Linked DNA regions of Ovis aries: region 1 is linked to region 2. Evidence: chromatin contacts called from public Hi-C data. All regions are on one chromosome and are shown on one strand. The core of a region is the stretch at or near the end of the contact, and the rest is flanking DNA. Distances in the headings are between cores, read along the strand shown. Region 1 overlaps GATA4 (GATA binding protein 4). Region 2 has its middle 68 kb from the start of BLK.

What was found. Hi-C and Micro-C count contacts between places; a contact is called where the count stands out from the background.
Region 1: a contact with region 2 is called in a Hi-C map of mixed tissues, with 3 times the contacts expected there. The contact joins two enhancer-like sites. A contact is called at or near these places in 2 of 16 Hi-C or Micro-C datasets (mixed tissues and omental adipose tissue).

What each region holds. Positions count from the first base shown.
Region 1 is chr2:105,525,820-105,530,552 of ARS-UI_Ramb_v3.0, forward strand. It overlaps GATA4 (GATA binding protein 4), which reads left to right. Exons shown (of 7, transcript XM_060411039.1): 6 at 1,097-1,245; 7 at 2,478-4,159. The coding sequence ends at 2,660. Among named protein-coding and RNA genes, the nearest start is that of NEIL2, 7.2 kb to the right of the region's middle. Within about 2 kb of position 3,307, at least 3 of the 54 cell types and tissues checked have an H3K27ac peak or open chromatin away from gene starts, as enhancers often do.
Region 2 is chr2:105,365,895-105,370,414 of ARS-UI_Ramb_v3.0, forward strand. No RefSeq gene overlaps it. Among named protein-coding and RNA genes, the nearest start is that of BLK, 68 kb to the left of the region's middle. Within about 2 kb of position 3,232, at least 5 of the 54 cell types and tissues checked have an H3K27ac peak or open chromatin away from gene starts, as enhancers often do.

The DNA of each region.
Region 1 (4,733 bases), core at 2,057-4,556, 160 kb after region 2:
AAGATGAGGACTACTTGGGTCCCCTACCAAGAGCATTCCCTGCTTGACTGACATGTACACACAGCTATATTTAAAATGGATAACCCACAAGGACCCACTGTGTAGCACAGGGGACTCTGCTCAATGTCATGTGGCAGCCTGGATGTGAGGGGAGTTTGGGGGAGAATGGACACATATATATGTATGATTGAGCCCCTTTGCTGTCCACCTGAAACTATCACAACATTGTTAATCAACTAAACTCTAATACGAAATAAAAAGTCTAAAAAAAGAGCACTTCCTTCTCAGTCAGTACCACTGTCAAAGATTTTACTGGAAAATGTGGCAGGGGCAGAGAAAATAAGTCAGCTGATCTGATGGAAATTTTATCTTCTAATGTAAGGCCTGACAAGTTCGGATGACTTTCCCTGTTCCACTACTGAGAACATGACCGAAGTGCTCCTTTTCCAGATTCCACAGTGGCTTGCCCCTTCTGGCAGTCACGTATTATTAGAACGTGCAGTGTCTCATAGCTGGTCCCCGGCCTTTCCCCCTCCTCGCACACTGTGTGTATGCCCAGCACCTTCCCCTGGGAACTTCATCTCTTTACATGGTGGAGTCCTGGAGGATCAGGTGTACGATCCCCCATCAGAAACTCCAAACCTAGGGAGCTAGATTTGGCAGCAAGACGTAATCTGAACTGACACAGGCTATTTATAATCTTTATTTATCCCATGTGTGAGTATTCACATTTTGCTGGAGAACTATTAATGTATTTAATTACTGGGTGTTGTCCCAGACCCTGCCACAGGTATTCTATAATATACAGGTCTTGCCCCATTTAAAATCCAAAAGTTTTGAATCCTGAGACATATGTGGCCCCAAGGATCTGGGATAAGGGGGGATGAGCCAGTCACCTGAAGAAGTTCCCTTGAAATTCTGCTGCTCCTGCTTCATCATGAGAATGACCACCCTGGCCTGATGAAGGGCCCTGCTTCTTCTCTCCCCAGCAAGTGACACAGAGCCATTAGCGCTGATCTGCCCCAGCTGGCTCCAAGGGCCACCATCCATGTGTCCCGGGCCCTGGGCTGGGTGTCCTGACTCTGCCTTGTTCCAGGTCCCTCAGGCAGTGAGAGCCTCCCTCCCACCACCAGCGCTTCCAGCAGCTCCAGCAGTGTGGCCGCCAGCAGCAGTGAGGAGATGCGCCCCATCAAAACAGAGCCCGGGCTGTCATCCCACTACGGGCCCAGCAGCTCCCTGTCGCAGGTACTGCCCATGGGGAAGTAGACTCCAGGTGGCCAGGCCCCCAGCCAAGGCAAGGGGCTGTCCACACAGGGGTATATTTCAGCATATCTGATCAAGCTACAACGATTTGGAAACACAACCGTGATACACTCTGTGCCACGCTTCCCTGGTAGCTTAATGGTAAAGAACACGCCTGCCAATGCTGAAGACGCAGGTTTGATCCCTGGGTTGGGAAGAACCCCTGGAGAAGGAAATGGCAACCCACTCCAGTACTCTTGCCTGGGAAATCCTGTGGACAGAGAAGCCTGTCCAGGGAGTTGCAAAGAGTCACACACGACTTAGTGACTAAACAGCAACACCTGTGCCAGGGCCAGTGAAGACGGGCTGGCACACAGCATGACTGCAACCCGAATTAGACTGTGGGCTCGCTAGGGGAAGTGGCAAACCCATCCCAGGCTGTGGGAAGCAGAATGGGGCTTTCTAAGCAAGTCTTTCTCCTCAGTGAGGGTGGCTTGACCTTGACGGTAGGTAGATTTTAACAGTAGGATGAGGTCCCTCCTGGCCTGTGGAAGCTGCAGCGGGCAGGGTGGGAGGCTTGGGGTTGATGAGGGATCACAGGCAGGATGCTATTGTAATGAGAGCTGGCTGCAGGTCCAGCTTCACACACGTGTCCAGAGATGGGCCAGCGGGACCCTCATGTCCCTCTGTCAGATATGATGGCAACCCTACTCCTCCACCCTCTTCCCTCTGTGGCTCCCCAATTTGGGACCAGAATCCCTCCAAACTTGGTCATAGTCTCCCATTAATTGATCTCTTCTCCTCCTGTACTTGAGGTGAGCATGTCCTAGTGAGCTTTCTGCTGTCAGAGTGAAGAGAAACTGGTCCTGTGGGGCCAAGAGAGCCAGGAGCCCCTTCTGGGCAGGGGGGAATGGCTTCTATTTGGAAAATAGACATTGATGGTGCTAAGATTATAGAAAATGTCTGATGCGATCATCAAAGGCGTCTGAGAAACCAGAAGTTACTGGGTCAGTGCTCAGAAGCAGCTGGTCAGTCAGGAAGATCCCTTGCCTCTCATACCTCAGGGGTCAGGGGGCCAGCAGTGCGGCATGGTACCTCTCCCGCCCTTGTCTTTTGACCCTGTCCTCTGGTCCCCTTCCTGGGGTGGGAGTCAGCCTGGGCACAGCTACAGAGCAGGGCTCTTCTCTGCGGTAGGAAGGATCCCGCTGATAGTATCTTATACCTTTCACTTTCAGACGTTCTCGGTCAGCGCGATGTCCGGCCATGGGTCCTCCATCCACCCGGTCCTCTCCGCTCTGAAGCTCTCCCCGCAAGGCTACGCGTCCTCTGTCAGCCAGTCACCACAGGCCAGCTCCAAGCAGGACCCTTGGAACAGCCTGGCCTTGGCTGACAGTCATGGGGACATAATCACTGCATAATATCACCCCTTCCCTCTTCGGATTCCTGCCCGGACTTGGGGACACGGGGGACAGCAGAGATGAGGCTCTGGGCTCCAGGGTGCCGGCCTGCTCTGTCTGGGATGACTCCAGACAACAACTGGGAAGAAACTTGAAGTCAATGATTTGCTTAGGGGATTTTAGCGCATACCTTTTTAAGGTGGGGGACTGGAGAGCTCAGACTCTGATCAGGAGGAGCCCACCACCCCCTTCACTAGGAGCACACCTCAGCCCCTCCCACGGAGCTGCAGACTTTTCTCATTTTCCTGCCCCGTCACCCCCGACAAGAGACGAGAAGTCCTCCCCTGTTTCCACCACTGCACCCAAGCTGGTGGCCTTTCCACGGTGCTGCGGGCACCGGGGATCCCAGGGCAGGTAGAGCGGGCATCTGTTGTTGGACCGCCCCGCGGCCGGTCCTGCCCTCGGCCAACACTCCCCTTCGGGCTCAGTGCGCCCGCATCCCTCATATTGAATCTTGACTCCAGAAACACTGCGTGTAGGGCCAGTGTTACCAGATGCTGCGTGGGGAGAGTGGCTTCCGCAAACTCGCTACCTGGCAACCTCGACTCCCTGCAAGTTCCTTCCGCGGCTCAAATCGCTCCTTCTCTTCACCCCCGCCCTCCTCGAGGCCTCTGCAAAGAAACTCCCCTCCGCTGCTCTCGGTGATTCTGCTCAGCCTGCAGTTTGAACTAGTCCCCGAATCCTGCTTCCGCCCGATCACGCTCAGGGGGGTTCCTAAGAACAAAAAAGGTTCTGCTGCTGGAGCGAATTTGACTAGCAGTCATCTAAGACTTGAGATCCTTCTGGACAGGATGTCTGGTGGACGGCCTCCCCCAACCAGGCTGGGGCTGCGCTGCGTGGGGCGGGGTTGTTGGCCTGGAACTTGCGGATGCGCTGTGGTTCCCTGGAAACACACGGGTTGCCTGGGCCGCGGGCCGAGTCCATCTGAGGGGCGCGCGCTGCCTGCACCCGCGTCCTTTCTCCAGCAGAAGGCGTCTGTCCAGGAGGCAAAAATGCTAGGGATTTTCCAATATATATTTAAACAAACACAACACAACTCATGGAAGAAAGACGACGAGCGATGAGAGAAGATACAAGGGCGCGAGGGGGCGCCTGCCGCTCCCTGGGTTCGGCAATCGGCCTCCTCTCCGCGTTCCTGTCTCTACTCTTCTACCCGTGACCCGGGGCTCGCGAAGTCGCTGCCTTCCGTGCCCTGGCTGCCCGCAGAGTGTAGCTGACTGGCCTTCCTCTGTGCTACTCCACAAACACCCAGCCCCCGCCCCGCAATCCTCCCGGCGGTAGCAGGGTTATCTTTAAACCCAAGATCTGTTTTAATCATCATTTACATCGGCTTTCTTTTACGAAAGCCGCCCCCCACCCCTTGTATACCCTTCCCTAACCCACAAAACTGCTAACGTTGTCTTAAGGTGAAATGGCTGTAAAATCAGTATTTAACTAATAAATTTATCTGTATTCCTCTTTCCCTTCTCCTCCTCCCTCCGCGGTGTTTTCTAAGAAGTTCACTGCTGCCCGTTGCAAAGCAATCCTGAGCCACCGAGGCCCCTTTGCTGAATCACTTCTCTGTCCACTCCTGTTGACAGTTGGCCGAGACTTCCTCTGTAGGTGCCGGGGGTTAGTGACAAGGACATGCATCTGAGCCCTGCTACTGACTAGTCTGTGACTCGACAGGTAACCTCTAGGTTTGGTTTCCTAGGGTGGGTTGAACCCAGCCCTTAACTGAAGTTCCTGTGGCCTTTTAGAAGTTGCTGCCCCAGGAAGGGGGCCATTTCTAGAGCTGCTGGCAAACACTGGTAGCTGAAGTGTGAAGGAGAGCTTCGAGGTAGTACTCACCAGTCCACCTTATTTTACACTACGTACTGGAGGGTCACACTGAGTTGTTTGCCATCTTCTCCATTATGGTTTAATCCAAACAAGCCCCCCAAGGGTTCCATACCAGTAGGAGAGGAGGGGAAAAACCTTTCCTTTGTCCATTTTGTCTTCACTTAGGCTTACAGACTTGCTTACTTGCTTCATCTTAAAAGTGGAGTGGGGTTG
Region 2 (4,520 bases), core at 1,982-4,481:
TCTCCCCACCGCCCCCACCTCTAACCTCCCCTGTACCAGACTCAGGATCCCGGCCCCATTGCCCCAGCCTCCACCTGCCTGAGAGGGTTGGAGAGTCAGGAAGTAATTGCCTAGTGAGTGATCAGTACACTGGCATCTTCAGATACTTAAACCTTTGGATTTTTTTAAAGTTTTTATTTTATACTGGAGTATAGCCTATTAACAATGTTGTGACAGTTTCAGGTGAACAGCGAAGAGACTCAGCCACACATACACATGGATCCATTCTCTCTCAAGCTCCCCTCCCATCCAGGCTGTCACATAACATTGAGCAGAGCTCCCTGTACAGTAGGTCCTTGTTGGTTATCCATTTAAAACACAGCAGTGTGTACATGTCAGTCTCAAACTCCCTAACTATCCCTCCTCCCCCCACCCGATCCTTCCCCCCTAACAACCATAAATGTGTTCTCTAATCTGAAAACATTTTGATCTCTTTAATTTTGATCTCTGTTGCTCAGGACTGTTCATAAGCATCTGTTTAAAGGCCTACATTTACTTTTCGCTCTTTCTCCACACATGCCTTAAAGGAAGCCCCAGACTACTTCAGACCCGCTTCCCCCAGCAGACTCTCGCCTTCACCCTGTAAAATTAGGCTTCCTTTCCTTCTCTCTAGATTTGCCCATGGGCCTCCGTAGTTCATGCTTCCAAATCGCAATTCCTCTGCATATTCTTAAATCAACTCACTTTCACTGTGTGTGTTTTAAGTACGTTGCAAATAAGAGGTGGCAAGACATGCCAGGAGGGGAAAACAAAGGGACTGGAAATTTTCCAGCTAAAAATCAGGACTGAATTTCCAGTACCTGCCTTAGGCAGGCTAGAGGGTGGGTGGAGACTGCAGGGTGTAAGAATTCTGGAGCCAGTGAGACCCCCACATTTCTGATTCATCAACTGTCTGTCCACTCACAGCATGGTCTCTTTAGGAAGTCTGGCACCTGCCCACTAGCTCCCATTCTTGATTCTGTGAAGAATCAAGAGGAATCCTCCTTGAGAAGAGGCAGACAGCCCCAAGGTCATCTTGATTCTTCCCCTTGAACTTGCAAGATCCACCCCAGATGAGTTCAGATCTGCCTTGGACACTTACCTTCTATTTCCTGCCTCTTGGATCTGTTGGAATGAGGTTACAGCCACAAAACCCTTTGCAGTCGAGTACCTTAGATTCCTGACATCTGAACTCACGTGGTGCAATTAAGGGATTTCCCCACATCCCCTTTCTCCTCCCAGAAATAATGCTGGCCTACACCACTGAAGTAAAATGAAAGCTGGCTGTCCGTCCAAGTTCTCACTGTTTTGTCACTACAGCATGTTTGACACTTTTGCCACCCCGAGGACTGTAGCCCACCGTTTCCTTCTCCAGGGGATCTTCCCAACCCAGGGAAGATCCAAGTCTCCTGCACTGGCAGGCGGATGCTTTACCACTCAATCACCAGGGAAGCCCCCCATCCGAGTTCATAGCAGCCTTATTCACGACGCCAAAAGGCGGAAATCACCCAGATGTTCACCAACAGAGGAACAGACAAACAAAATGCAGCGTGTACACTGGGATATTATTCAGCGTTAAAAAGAAGGGAATTCTGAGACACGGATGAAATGAGGACATTCTGCCAAGTGAAATCAGCCAATCGCATAAGGACAGACACTGTATGATTCCACCAGAGTAGTCACGTTCACAGAGACAGGAAGCAGGATGATGGTCCCCAGGCACTGGAGTCAGTGTTTAATGGGTACAGGGTCTGAGTTTAGGAAGATGACAAGTTCTGGAGATGGATGGTGGTGGTGGTGTTTGCACACCACCGTGAAGGAACTTGATGCCGCTGGTGGAACCGCATGCTCGACAATGGCTTGCTGTTGTTCAGTTGCTCAGTCGTGTCCAGCGTTTTGAGCCCTATGGACCACAGCACACCAGGCTTCCCTGTCCTTCACCATCTCCTGGAGTTTGTTCAAACTCACGTTCATTGAGTCGGTGATGCCATCCAACCATCTCATCCTCTGTCGTCCCCTTCTCCTCCTGCCTTCAATCTTTCTCAGCATCAGGGTCTATTCTAATGAGTCAGCTCTTCACATCAAGTGGCCAAAGTATTGGAGCTTCAGCTTCAGCATCAGTCCTTTCAATGAATATTCAGGGTTGATTTCTTTTAGGATTGGCTGGCTTGAGCTCCTTGCTGTTCAAGGGACTCTCGAGAGTCTTTTCCAGCACCACAGTTCAAAATCATTAGCTCTTGAGGATTATGAAACACTAGTAATAGCAATGGCACCCCACTCCAGTACTCTTGCCTGGAAAACCCCATGGATGGAGGGGCCTGGAAGGCTGCAGTCCATGGGGTCTCTAAGAGTCGGACACGACTGAGCGACTTCCCTTTCACTTTTCACTTTCATGCACTGGAGAAGGAAATGGCAACCCACTCCGGTGTTCTTGCCTGGAGAATCCCAGGGACTGGGGAGCCTGGTGGGCTGCCGTCTCTGGGGTGGCACAGAGTCGGACCCGACTGAAGCGACCTAGCAGCAGCATTACTAGTGCGAGAAGACAGTAAACATGATGCGCGGGCTTCCCTGGTGGCTCAGCGGTAAAGAATCCACCTGCCAATACAGGGGACATGAGTCTGATCCCTGGGTTGGGAAAATCCGCTGGAGAAAGAGATGGCAACCCACTCCAGTATTGTTGCCTGGGAAATCCCACAGACAGAGGAGGCTGGCCGGCTACACAGTCCACGGGGTTGAAAAGTGTTGGACACAACAGTGACTAAACAACATCAGATGTAGTTAAACATACCGTCAAGAGGTGTGTCCCCGGGGCCATGGCGGCCTTATTCCCACAGAAGCAGCCACATTTCTCTCTCCCCCTGTGTTTCATGTGAGAGTGGGTATAGGAATTACAACAGAGTTTCCCAAAGGATGTGCCAGACAGCCCAACAAAATCAGAGGCTCCTTAAGACAGTAATACATGCTGCATACTTGAAACTGTGGAAAATACTTCAAAAAAGACATCTGTTTTACTTTAATCTAGCATTTCTCCAAATTGATTTTCTATGAAAACCTTAGTCTACTAATATCTATCATTCAGTGGAAATAGAATTTCTTGGAACGTACTGAGGAAAATGCTTAAGTATATCATTCAGATACCCTTGACTCATGATTCATTGAACAGTCAGTGTTCATGCACAAAGACAGGCTGTGTTGTCCAGGCAGTAGGAACACAGAAGGCATGAGTCACAGTCCCTGTCCAGCAGACACACACTGTGGGGGGAACCCCAGCTTCAGGCGGCTTTGTAGGGGCTGTGTAATTCAGCAAAGCACTGAATCAGAGTTGCAACAGTGGGCAGAACAGGATACGGAGATGCCCAGGAGACGACTCCTACCCCAAGTCAGGCATCAGGGAGGGCTTCCCCTTGGACACACAGCTTGAGCTGAGCCTTAAATCAAGCAGAGGAGTAAGCCAGGCTCATGTAGGAGAAGGTTGTTCTAGAAAGAAGAAAAAGCTTATGAGGGACTTCAAAACACCAGCAAGAAGAACCCATGTAGGAATGACAGGCTTCCTCAGTGCCTCGGCAGTAAAGGATCAGTCTGCCAGTGCAGGAGACGCAGGTTCAACCCCTGGGTCAGGAAGATCCCCTGGAGAAGGACATGGCAACCCACTCCAGTATTATCGCCTGAAGAATCCCGTGGACAGAGGAGCCTGGCGGCTATAGTCCCTGGGGTCTCAAAGAGTCAGACTGAGCACACAGGCAAGCAAGGGGATGACTAGGGCAAAGGGTGTGCCCAAAAGGACGGGGAGAGGGGAGGTAGGAGAAGAAGCCTGGAGAAGAGCCAGGCACCTCTCACCTTAAGGCTTGTGGGCTCCATCCTAAACCATGCTGCACCACGGAAGGGCTACAGGCGCGGCTGCCTTTCCTCCTGATATTGCTGGTCAAGAGGCTTAACTGCAGAAGTCGGGGGGAAGTTTAGGAGGGGCAGGAACTGAAGAGACAGCCCCAGCACATGGGCCAGGACAGACTTCAGACAGGACCTACCACTGTGGGCAAAGGCAGCATCTTTATCAGAGACGTCAGCAGCAGATGCCAGTCTCTGCATAGTCAGGAAATTCTGTCCCCAGGGTGTGAGGCAGGGGGACGCAAGGAAGAGAGGAGACTGAGATCTAGAGACCCAGGAAGGGTTTTTTCTTTTCTTTTCTTTAAGTAAGTAGCAGTTAGGAGGTACAAGGGGATGGTGAGAATTGGGGTACAAGTGAAAACCTGGGGCCAAGGACAAAAGGCAAAAGCTTCAGTGATGAAAACCACATTTGTCAAGATTCGTCTCAGAACTTGGAATGAGAGTGGGGATTGAGCGGCCTGAGCTGTGAGGTGGGGGAGCTCCAGGAAAGCTGAGAACCAGGCAGGTCCTGGCCGGAGAGCTGCCTGGGTGGGTCTCACCCCCTCAGACTCTCCGCCCAAAGCAACCAAACTGTTCTGGGCTAGTGCTGCCCTCTAGTGGCTGGAAATAAAAACCAA